2 separate regions of the Mus musculus genome follow, and region 1 is linked to region 2. Evidence: chromatin contacts called from public Hi-C data. All regions are on one chromosome and are shown on one strand. The core of a region is the stretch at or near the end of the contact, and the rest is flanking DNA. Distances in the headings are between cores, read along the strand shown. Region 1 holds the start of Krtap5-5 (keratin associated protein 5-5). Region 2 holds the start of Muc2 (mucin 2).

Region 1 (5,751 bases), core at 2,168-4,667, 540 kb after region 2:
CAACAACAAAAAGGAATTTAGAGATGCGCCCAAATGGGGATGGTGTTCTATGCCTATAGTTCTGGGGCTCCAAAGATGGAGACAGAGGATTTCTTGAGTTCAAAGCCAATCTGCAATTCTGTCTTATAAAAACAAGAAACCAGGAGCTGGAGAGATGGATTAGTTAGTGGTTTAGAGCACTTGATACTCTTGCAGAGGACCTGTTTTCAATTTCCTGCATTACAAGGCTGCTTATAACCACGTGCAACTCCAGTTCCAGGGGATCCAGCACTCTCTTCTGACTTCTGCAGGTACACAGACATACATGCAGGCAAAACAGCCATAGGTAGGCATTAAATAAAATTACATTTAAATCAACCCCCAGTAGACTCAAAACAAAGAACGACAAGACCAAAAGAGAAATGAGCTTACCTAGAATATTTGGGTCAACCTTAAATCCCATCATAGCCTTACAAAATAGAAAGATAGAGACCCACAAAGGCAGAGGAAATATGACCAGGGAGGGAGGAAAACAGCTTAGAAGGCTGCAACCTCCAGTCTATGTGTGGTGGTCTGAATGAGAATGGCCTCCATATGGGCTGGTGAGATGGCTCAGTGGGTAAGAGCACCCGACTGCTCTTCCAAAGGTCCAGAGTTCAAATCCCAGCAACCACATGGTGGCTCACAACCATCTGTAACGAGATCTGACACCCTCTTCTGGTGTGTCTGAAGACAGCTACAGTGTACTTACATGTAATAAATAAATAAATTTTAAATTAAAAAAAAAAAAAAAAAAGAATGGCCTCCATAGGCTCATGTATTTGAATACTTGATCCACAGTTGGTCTGGGAAGGATTAGGATGTGTGGCCTTGTTGGAGGAGGTGTGCCACTGGAGGTGGGCTTTGAAGTTTCAAAAGCCCTCAACATTCCCAGTTAGGGCTTTTTCTTCCTGGCCATTGTCTCTGGTAGGCTCTCAGTTTCTGCCTGCGGTCTTACTCCCTGCCTTGACAGTCATAGACTCTAACCTGATGTAAGCTCCCAATGAACCTTTTCTTCAGTATGTTGCCTTGATCATGATGTCTTACCACAGCAATAGAATAGGAACTAAGACCCTAAGAATGTCAACATCCACCAGATGAAACACCCGTTCTCCCTCAGTCCAGAGATGGGGGCTCTCAGCTTTTGGCTGAGACCTTGGATTTAGACTCTGGCTTCCCACTTTCTGAGAAAATACATTTCCCCTATTTGAACCCATTCAGTTTCTATAATTTCTTATAGCCGTCCAGGGACCTTAGTTCTTGTAGTAAGAAATATACAAGTCTGGTGCTTGGAGGAGCTGAGTTGGTAGAGCATGTGCTTAGTGCGTGTGAGGCCCTGAACTCGAGGAAGAGAAACTAAAAGAGGGTGAGAAATTATGAGTATGAAACATTAGCTTTCTCATCTGGATGACATGTCTTCTATAAAACTCTCTGATTCTAAGCCCCCCAGTGTCTATCAGATACCCCCAGAGCAATGGGATGTGTCCTGTGCTACTGATCTGTGACTCACTCCTGGGTCACATGAGCTTCTACAGATGAGAAGTAGCCTATGCAACTGAAGAAAGAAATTGTTTTTTAGTTTCTTTGATCTTAACTCATGGTCGCAATAAGAGACCACAGGACATAGACATATGTCTTAGCATGCCTTACCCCACCCCCCCCCACCCCCGAGTAAGCCTAAGTGGATTCTTGGCAAACAAGGCAGGTTTGGATACTCTAAGGAAGGCTTCAGATCACACAGCTAAGTGCAGAAGCTCTGGCTACACCCATGAAAGAAGTATCAGCACCCCTTAGTGCAGTCCAGTTCTTGGTCACATGGCTGCCTTTCAATTGTTTCTGACTCAGTGACTAAAGACAAAACAAATAAAACCATGCACTATGTCATATCTGTTTCCAGATTCTTCAAAGATGCCCAACTCTGAAGGAGCTGCTGGGGACCTAGCCTTCCTGGCTCAGTCTGCTTCATATTGGATGTGATGGGGTTGGCTCTGGTGGGAGTTGGGGTGTGGGGGAAGATGGCAGAAGAGTGCACCATGGAATAACACAAGGAACCTCAGAGGACAAATTGGGTAAGGAGAAAATGGGAGAATTTACTAATCAGTTATGAGAACAAAGAACCACATAAGAAATATAGTGGGCAGAGAACGTTTATTGAAGGATGTTTGTATCAAAGGCACAGTGTGCTCACCCAGACAGAATAAGAAAGAATGGAAACCCAGGGGAGGTCACATAGAGATGGGCCTGGTAGGACCAATGCTTGATGAAAAGGAGTTCATAGCTCCCTGGGGCCCCAAGTTGTGGTGAACTCCATAGCCTGACACCTACCTGTGGTCTTGATGTAGCCTCCAGGTGAGGCCAGGTGCCAAGGAGGTCAGAGTCTTGCAGACTGGAGAGAAGGAAGTGGAGGAAGATCTGATCCACTGAGTGTGGAATGAAGAAAGAGCTTCCAGCAAGAGGAGTTTTTCTCCACCCCAGGACTCACCCCCTCAGTCTGGAGAAGCAGCTTCAAGACCAAAGAATAAAGACCCAGGAGAGAACCTCAGAGCTGCTGCTCTTATCCCTGTCTGGAGAGAGCTGGTCCACGGAATTAGTGGAGGAGTGTGACCTGTAAACCTCAGATCTTGCACTGGCAGCACACAGGAGCACAGCAGCTGGACTGGCAGCAGCAGGGCTTACAGCAGCTGGACTGGCAGCAGCAGGGCTTACAGCAGCTGGACTGGCAGCAGCAGGGCTTACAGCAGCTGGACTGGCAGCAGCAGGGCTTACAGCAGCTGGACTGGCAGCAGCAGGGCTTACAGCAGCTGGACTGGCAGCAGCAGGGCTTACAGCAGCTGGACTGGCAGCAGCATGGCTTACAGCAGCTGGACTGACAGCAAGAAGACCCACAGCCTGAAGAGCAACAGGGTTTGCAGCAGCTGGACTGACAACAACAGGGCTTGCAGCAGCTGGACTGGCAACAAGAAGACCCACAACCTGAAGAACAGCAGGGTTTGCAACAGCTGGACTGACAGCAGCAGGGCTTGCAGCAGCTGGACTGACAACAGCTGGGTTTACAACCCCCACAGGAGCCACAGCCCCCACAGGAGCCACAGCCTCCCTTGCATCCCCCACAGGAGCCACAGCTTCCCTTGCAGCCCCCACAGGAGCCACAGCCACCCTTGCAGCCCCCACAGCTGGAGCAGGAACAGGCTGGCACACAGCAGCACACAGGCTTGCAGCAGCACACAGGCTTGCAACAGCAGCTGGAGCCACAGCCCCCACAGCTGGAGCCACAGCCTCCTGAACAGCCACAGCCCCCACAGCTGGAGCCACAGCCTCCTGAGCAGCCACAGCAGGTCATGGTTCTGGTGTTTGGTTGAGGATGGAGTAGGTCAGAGGAGCAGGTGGAGAGGAAGTGTGCAGATGTGGAGCCTCCTGAGCCTGCTGGGCCTTTATATCCCTGCCCAGGTCAGGTGTGAAGTTACACGTGGTTTCCTCCATGTTGTTGTCTTCCCTATTTACTTGTTTGGCAATTTTCCCTTTGGTCTGTTGACACTCCATGCTTGGAATGTGTTTTTTTCTGACGTAATTTCCTATGGAATTTGTATTGAAGGAAAGCTCTTTTTTGCCTGGCTCATGTTGGAGAGCATGGCCTGGTTGGGACTCCGGCTCTTACACTCTTTTGTCTTTGAGCAGGTTTTATTGTCCCTTTGAGCAGTGGGCTCTTCTACAGAATAGAGCTACCAGAGTGTCCTATACGGTTATGAAGGCTTTGTGAGATAATTTCTGCCTTTTGCCTTCTTAAGCCTCTCACTCCCCAATCTCTCTGAAGAGGGATCCAGCCTTAGCTGGTCCTGTGTGTCTGGGACATGTTCAGACTATGGCTTCCCCTGCCAAGCTTCTGGCTGCTCTCAGATGCCCTTATCCAGAGCCATGTCATCATCTGCTGCTTCCCTTGGACACAGCAATGGTGGCAGGGGTTTCCATTGCAGGGAGATAGGATCTCTGTTTTCCTCTTCATGTTCCCAGGACAGTCTCTGTAGCTTATGACATTCCTAGCAGGAATAAAGATATTCTGAGAGAAATGTGTGCCTGTCTCTTCAATTATCAGACTATTAAGGTCTTCAAAGACCTTAAATTTTCCAGGGAGAAGAAAAGGGCTGAAGCCTGGTGCCAGTGAGAGAGGGAGCTTGTCTCCTAGAGACTTCCCTGAGTTCTGAGAACTTGTCAGACCACCTGGCAGGAGAGACTGGAACTGAGAGTGATGGGTCAGTGATGGGCAGGACCACATCCTGACCAGGACTCTTAGCTCTGTGCTCCTCCTGCCCTCTGTTTAAGCCTGAGCCTCATGTCTGAACCCTGAAGAGGAATTTGGGAGTCACTACACCTCTTTGTCCCTCTTCCCAGTGTGGCTGCACTGAATGAATAATTTTCTTTTCTCTGCCTTTCACTGTGACTTGTCTGTTAATTGGCTCATTGTGAGAGGGGCTGGGCATAGGTACTTATGGATACTGGGACCCAGGCTTGTACCCTAACAACTCTGACAACAATTCTGATGAGGTGGTGGTGTCAGAAACAAGCAAAAGAAACATATTCTAAGAACTACCATTTCATTTTCAGACGTCATTAATCAGAAAAAGAAATTAAATTCAAGATCCCAGGCCCTAGAGGAGCTGGGGACTTCCTTGTAGCAGAACAGCTTCTGCTGTAATCAGTTGTGCAAGCCCAGTCTCAGGGACAACTTATGAAGGAGACAGTTGTCTGATTCCAGATATCTCAAGGATAACTTCTCCATCTTGCTGGCAGGGTCAAACAAGTTCATGTTCCCAGGCCTAGGAATGGATACCTATCCCACTCCTCCAAATATATTCTTAATTGTCTGCTAACCAGTAAGAAATATAGAAATTGCTGCTATCTAAACCAAAGTGCATACGTTATAAAAATATATAACCAATTGCCTGTTATATCCTAATTAACCACATGCAGCTGACCCTTTCCTTTCACTTTTCCTTATCACTTTGAACTCTGGACCAAATGTCTAGGTTGTAGAACTAAGGACCTAGTCCTGGGGCTACTTGTATTTTGATGTTAATTCCAGTCTCCTGGGAGGGGTTTCAAACAAGGAATGAGTCAGTAATCAGATGACTTCCTGTGAACCTTCACCCCACCTTAATTTGTTAAATAAAGGCTAGAGCCTGTGTTTGGGCAAGAGTAGGGAAGGTGGAGCTGAAAGTTTGGGAGAGAAGGGGGGTGAGGGGGAGAGAGAGGAAGACAGGAGAGGAGGTGGAAGGAAAATGGAGCAGAAGCACGTGGCCTGGAGAAACTTCAAGTTATAAGGGATCTCATAGCTGGGAAATATAGTAGTGTAGTGATAGATCTGCCCAGTCTAGGCGTGCAGCTTATATTCATATCAAGTGAGTTGTGTTGTCTTTTCCCAGACTTATTTGGGTTGGAGATTTACTGCAACAGACCTTGAAGCTAGGTACCCTAGATCGGCCCAGTCTTCAACGGGTACTCCCTTGCTTAACCCATAATATCAAAATACAATTGCATAACACTGCATCTCTCCCCAGCTCCCCACTTGCTTTGTGTTCCCATCCTTTAAAAATGAACAATCTCAGCTGAGCAGTGGTGGCACATGCCTTTAGTCCCAGCACTTGGGAGGCAGAGGCCGGCAGATTTCTGAGTTCAGGGCTGGACTGGTCTGCAGAGTGAGTTCCAGGACAATCAGTGCTGCACAAAGAAACCCTGTCT
Region 2 (5,835 bases), core at 2,962-5,461:
TCGTTGAGAGAACCAAGACCTACGCAGAGCCACAGGCTGGAGGACTGGGCTTTCTGATTGTTGATTCTTCCAAACTGATCTGTGTGTTCAATGCAACCTCAATCCCTTCCAATTTAAAACATACAAGACCTATCTATATACCCACCCACTCACCCACTCATCTATCTACCTACTACCGGTTCAGTCATTCAGACATCTCTCCGCCCCTCATCCACCCATCAGCCAGTCGTTCAGACACCAACCCACCCATCCATACTGTGTCCTCTCTGACCCGATTTGCAGTATTGGAGCTTGCCTTTCTCATGTTCCAGGGAAGGACCTGCAGAAATGGCTATGTGACAGACACCTGGCAGTCTGGGCCTAGGCCCAGGACTTGGTGCTTGCTTTGTCCTTGTGACTCTGGGGCTGGGGTCTCCTTTAGGAATCCAGAAGGGCTGAGAACCATAGCCTCTATGGGAGTGCTCTGCTTACCGTGGTGGGAATCACTAGCTTCCCACTTCAGTTAAGGCCAGCTGTCTGGGGTTTGCTAGCCCGGTGCTGGATGCATGGCCAGGATGGCGAGAGACAGGGACAATGGTCAGCATGAGTGTTAAGCCAACCTTGTCTCCTGTGCCCAGAGAGACTCTATTGAGGCAACGGAGACATAAGATCCCCAGTAATTCAGCTTCTGTTACAGGTGCTAGTAATCAAACCTACCAGAGAGCATCATGGGAGGATGGCCTGAGGCCATACATATGGCTGACACAGTAAAGCTCAGTGAGGTAACCTGAGGTCAAAATGGTGAGGAGAGAGCTGCTGTCTGGAGTAGGGAGCTCACAGAGCTGCAGATTGAATGGACTGCATGGCTGCTTCCCACGCTGAGTGAGGAGGGGGTTGTGTCGTGCAGGATGCGTTAGTCAGGGTTCTTCAGGGAAACTGAAGCAACAAGGTGTGTGTCTGTGCACACACAGAGACGAGTGTTACTTTAAGGAATGGCTCATAAAATGGTGGGGCTGTTAAGTCTGAAATCCCAAGGGAAGTCAGCAAATGGGAGACTCAAGGCAGAGGTGGAGGCAGCTTCCTTTCTCCTCTTAGACCTTAGTCTCTTTTTACTTCCCACTCCAGGGAGGACCATCTGCTCACATTGGAAAAAAACAAAACAAAACAAACAAACCTACCTTCATGGAAGCTCATGTCTGAGCTAGTGTCTGAGGCTTAGCCATACCGACAGACAACAGAAGCCATCACAGAAGGCCACTGACTGAGAACAGGATTAGGGCTTGGATGATCTTCATTTGGAGAAAGACTCCCTCTTTTCTCTTCCCTCATCTGGTCTTCCGCCTCCCTCTCCCTTCTCCTCTCGTCGCCCCTCCCCTGCCCTCCCCTCTAGCTTCCGGATGAGTCAATGTATGGATAGGCAGAGCGGAACATTCACTTTAGGAGCCTGTGACGTCTCTGCTGCCTCCTCCCTGCAGTCAAGGCTGTAAATTTTGCGCAGTCCCTGGGAACAGTATCTTGTCCGGGTAAATACTGCAGGGCGTGGGGCCAGCAGAAGAAGGCCCAGGGTGTCTGGGACCCTGTCCACTGTTGGTTTCAGTTCTAGTCTAACTTAAGGACTGGGCAGGACGTCTGTCCAGCAGGATCCACCTGTGACTGGGTGGGGCAGTTGTTCTTACCTCGGCCACCACATCCTTGTTGAAGACTGTGGCACGGTCCAGGAGCTTCCTCAAAGGATTGAGGTCTCCTTTGCTTCATCATAGTCCTGGGGGGAAGCTGCAAGGAGATGGCATAGAGGTCCCTGGAGTAAGGGTGAAAAACTGAGCTTTGAGGCCAGCTACCCATCAGACCCCAGCATAGAGGAGGGTTGATCAGTGGATAAAGCCATTCTGTGTGTTTGCCACATCCATCGGTGTCTGAGAATCAGTCTACATGTGTTGGCCTCTGTGTGGCCCCCCCGGGCTTTCCAGCTCCTGTTTATCTTGTTGCAGAGCCTTGCCCCTAACCCCAGGCTGTCTTGGTCCTCAACCAAAGTTGGTAGCTGAGAAGCAGGTCATGAACTCGCTCTGGCTTTTGTCCTTACATTGACCACTAGTGTTGTGGCTTGGCCACTGTGTCCAGCCATGTGCTGTGCTGTATGACATCAAAGCTCATCTAAGCCACTCGAGATCCTGCAAAGGGCCACGAGGTCTGTTCGTATCAGGTCATTCAGCTTGGGTCACCACCGCTTCATTCAGTAGGAACACAGTGTTGACCTTCTCTGCCCCGGGGAGCTTCCAGCTTCTCCATCTAGGGAGGATCTACTCCCTCCATCCGGGAGGACTCACTTCTTCCATGCAGAGAGGACTCAGCCTCTCAGAGCTCAGCTCAGAGGTCTTTCCTGGGCGTCCTGAGTCTGACCAAAATTCCTCTGACTCCCACTGTAGCAGAGAAAGCATGGCATGGAAAACCACAGGTTCTTGGGGCCAGGTCCATCCTTGGGTTTCTGCAAGGCATGGTGCCAGCCTGAGGGGCCCACATAGGGAATCCAAACAATGGCTTCCTTGGCCCAGCTGGTTCTAGTTCCCTAATCCCTATTTTTTTGGGCTCAGGCCACACTCAGGTTTTCCCACGTGCCTGAGCCATGGTAGGGAGGACAGCTCAAGGCTGGGGCTGGGGCACAGTGAGGTGGGAGGACTGGCTTCTGCCCATGCCCAGGCTCTTGATCATTTTTATCTCTGATGTCTTTGTAGTGCGTGGAACCTGTTCTGGCTCCAGCTAGGATGGGACTGAGGCCCCAGAGGACTAGATGGGTGGCGTCATAGGACAGTACCATCACTAGCACTACTGTCTCTCTAGCCCAGGATGTGGCTGTTGTTCAGAACTGGGGGAAGAGTTTAGGAAAGGAGATGCCACACACCCCCACCCCCCATTCAGGGAGCCTGTGACCATCGATGCATCTCTCCTCACTCACCTCTGGAAGTTGGGGACAAAATTGGAGCCTGAGGTACTTTGTGACCAAATTCACTGTGTGTACTCTAACCAAAGTCAGGACCATTCCTTGTTTTCAGGAAGAGGAAGTATGGAGGGCAGGGCTGCTCCCCAGGTCTCAGTTTACCCTCCAGCTACAGCATGGGTGGACCTTGGGCACTGGTGTCTCTTGTAGGATCATGTTTATGGTTTTTACCAACTCTGATGCAGCCCCCTGATTCTTGGAGGCATTTCCAGATGTTGGAGAGGCAGCAGCAGCTTCGGGGCAAGCCCAGGGACTGAAGGTCACCAGGGTTACTCAAAGAATCATGTCCTTCGTGTAACAGCTGTGGCTAGGAACACAGAACAGGCTGCCTGAGCCCACGTGCCTTTGTGAGAATTGTTAGACTCAGGACACTTTGCAGGGACAGGACCTGCTGGGGTTGGGGCTAACCCCTCTGCTCAGACCCCATGCTCACACAGTGGCCTCTCCAGACTCAAGCTACTTCCTCTTGTACCCAAGGGACACGAGTCCAATGAGAGTTGTTGCCTAGGCTGAGGGCTGCCCAAGTTTTAATTACATGTAATTCCAGAGACTGGCAGAGCCTGGGAAAATAAGGGGATTAGAGAGTGGACTTAGCTGGGCTCAGTAGAGTATAGCAGGCTCCACGGAGACAGGTGGCCCCCCGCGTCCCCACTGCTCCTTGCCTTCTGCATCATGACATGGGGTCAGACACCCGTCCCTCTGGAGTCTTGGTTTCCTGCCACTCTTTGTCTTCCCTGGATGACGTGAAGTGAGGTGCAGCAGGAAGCACGGTTGTCTCAGCCCACACAGCTCGTGGAGAAACAGAATGGAGTCGGGGGACACTTGAAAGCTCCTTATTCTATCTAGGCTGGGCTGGAGGTTGTGGGGCTGGGCCTGAGAGCATTGAGAAGGGTATGGCAGACCTTGTGGGATGTAATTCCAGCAGGCACCTCCTGCCTTTCCCAACCTGAGTCTGGCCTGGCTTGTAGCTTAAAGGAATGGAGTTAGTTCACCTGGGGTGTGTGCTGGCATTGGGATAATTGGGGCTATGACATCCTGAGGAAGGCCAAGTTTACCCAGGGAGTCATATAAAGATAAACTCAGATAACCTGAATCAATATTTCCTCTCTGGGACCCATGGAGCCCCCACAGCTGTTTTCCTGATAACTTGGCAAATGCCCCACCCACCCTTCGCACCTCCCTCGTCCTCCGCCCTCGGATGCCTGCTAAGCATATAAGTCCTGGACCCCTGCCCTGGGATGCTCTTCTGTGCCACCCTCGTGAGCCACCATGGGGCTGCCACTAGCTCGCCTGGTGGCTGCGTGCCTAGTCCTGGCCTTAGCCAAGGGCTCGGAACTCCAGAAAGGTAAGGGGCTGGGTGATCTGGGTAAGGGAACAGGCAGAATCCCCTGAGGGTGGGAAGGCAGTTAGGAAGGGGCTTCTGGAACAGGAGGGCGTCCCCAGACAGAACCACTGCAGTGGGACTGGTCTTAAGGCTCTTACCACCACTCTGCGGTTGAAAGCTGAGGATGAGAAGCTGGGACCCCTGAGGGACCATTGTCCCTGGGAGGGGGGAAGGCATTGGATGTCTGGAAGAAGCCAAGCTTAGGATGGCTCCAGGTATAGAGGACCTTCGGCAAGCCAGTGCCTCTGGAGAACGGACTGGGTGTCCATATGGGACACTTCTGTCCCATCAAGATAAAGTTGTAGATGGGGGATGTCCCAGGGGGAACTCTTGAAGACTGAAGGACCCATCCCAGCCTCTTGCTGGTGGAAGGGGCTAAATGGAGATTCCCTTGAGAGGTTTGAGGTAGACAGGGTGACCATATTGCCTGAAGGCCTTTCTTGCTTTTCTACCTGCTTGGACTCCACATTATCACCTTGACTGAGAGGGGTGACCAATATTTAACAGAGACTGCTTCTACAGGGGGAACCAGAAACTCTGGTTTGGAGCCCCAGATGGGTCTCTCATAGGGAGACCTCTGGGATTAACTTGGAGGGTGGACTCAGGGAAACCCTTCTTGTACCCGGGTGTCTCACCTTGTGTCCCCACTGTTCTCCCAGAAGCCAGATCCCGAAACCACGTCTGCAGCACCTGGGGTGACTTCCACTACAAAACTTTTGACGGCGATGTCTACCGATTCCCTGGCCTCTGTGATTACAACTTTGCGTCTGACTGCCGAGACTCCTACAAGGAATTTGCTGTGCACCTGAAGCGGGGCTTGGGCGAGGCTGGGGGTCACTCCCAGATAGAGTCTATCCTGATCACCATTAAGGATGACACCATCTACCTCACCCACAAGCTGGCAGTGGTGAACGGGGCCATGTGAGTGCGATTACTACTCTTCTCTCCTGTCCTAGCAGCTAGGGGGATGCTTTTGGCTCCTTAGAGCAAGTTGTATAATTTAGCTAGCCTCCGGGATACCATCTCTTCTGCTCTGGTACATGCCTAAGTTTGAGGTTTGAGCTATCCATAGATTCATTCAACAAACACTGGGTGGTTCCCTCTGTAGACCAGGGTCTTCTTATCTGGTGAGTCCCCTGTAGATTTTCCTTGGGGGGCATGTGGGATAGGCTGGTGGCTGCCAGAGCGCGTCCCCAAGGCTAAAGTTGCAGAAGCTCAGAAGGGAGAGGCTGCTTGCCCTGCCCTATTGTTCCCTGGCTTTGTCTCTGCAACAATGAGGTCCTCTTAAATGCATTCCCGTCCTGCAGGTTCACCTCCTGGGGATTTTCTCTTTTCCTGCTTCAGGGCTTTCTGGGTCCTGCAGGGGCTCTCCCAGTGTTGCCTTACCTTGCTTGGTCTGCCTGCGTTGTGCTGCCTTGTGTGGGTTGGGTATGGCAGAGGTCCCTAAGAAGAGAGGCTCAGGGGCTGTTGTGTGGCAGTT

Evidence for each region. Hi-C and Micro-C count contacts between places; a contact is called where the count stands out from the background.
Region 1: a Hi-C map of bone marrow-derived macrophages shows a contact between it and region 2, with 16 read pairs. The contact joins the promoter of Krtap5-5 here to the promoter of Muc2 in region 2. A contact is called at or near these places in 5 of 39 promoter capture datasets (cranial neural crest, embryonic stem cells, hippocampal neurons and 2 more), 1 of 484 Hi-C or Micro-C datasets (bone marrow-derived macrophages), 1 of 115 datasets of contacts at active chromatin or transcription factors (embryonic stem cells) and 1 of 9 other capture datasets (liver).

What each region holds. Positions count from the first base shown.
Region 1 is chr7:142,226,554-142,232,304 of GRCm38.p6, forward strand. Krtap5-5 (keratin associated protein 5-5) reads right to left here and starts at 3,418. Exons shown (of 1, transcript NM_001037822.1): 1 at 2,242-3,418. The coding sequence starts at 3,358. The coding sequence ends at 2,633. It overlaps Gm40460 (keratin-associated protein 5-2-like), which reads right to left. Exons shown (of 2, transcript XM_030243138.1): 2 at 2,603-2,631.
Region 2 is chr7:141,686,129-141,691,963 of GRCm38.p6, forward strand. Muc2 (mucin 2) reads left to right here and starts at 4,212. Exons shown (of 48, transcript NM_023566.4): 1 at 4,212-4,316; 2 at 5,015-5,276. The coding sequence starts at 4,241.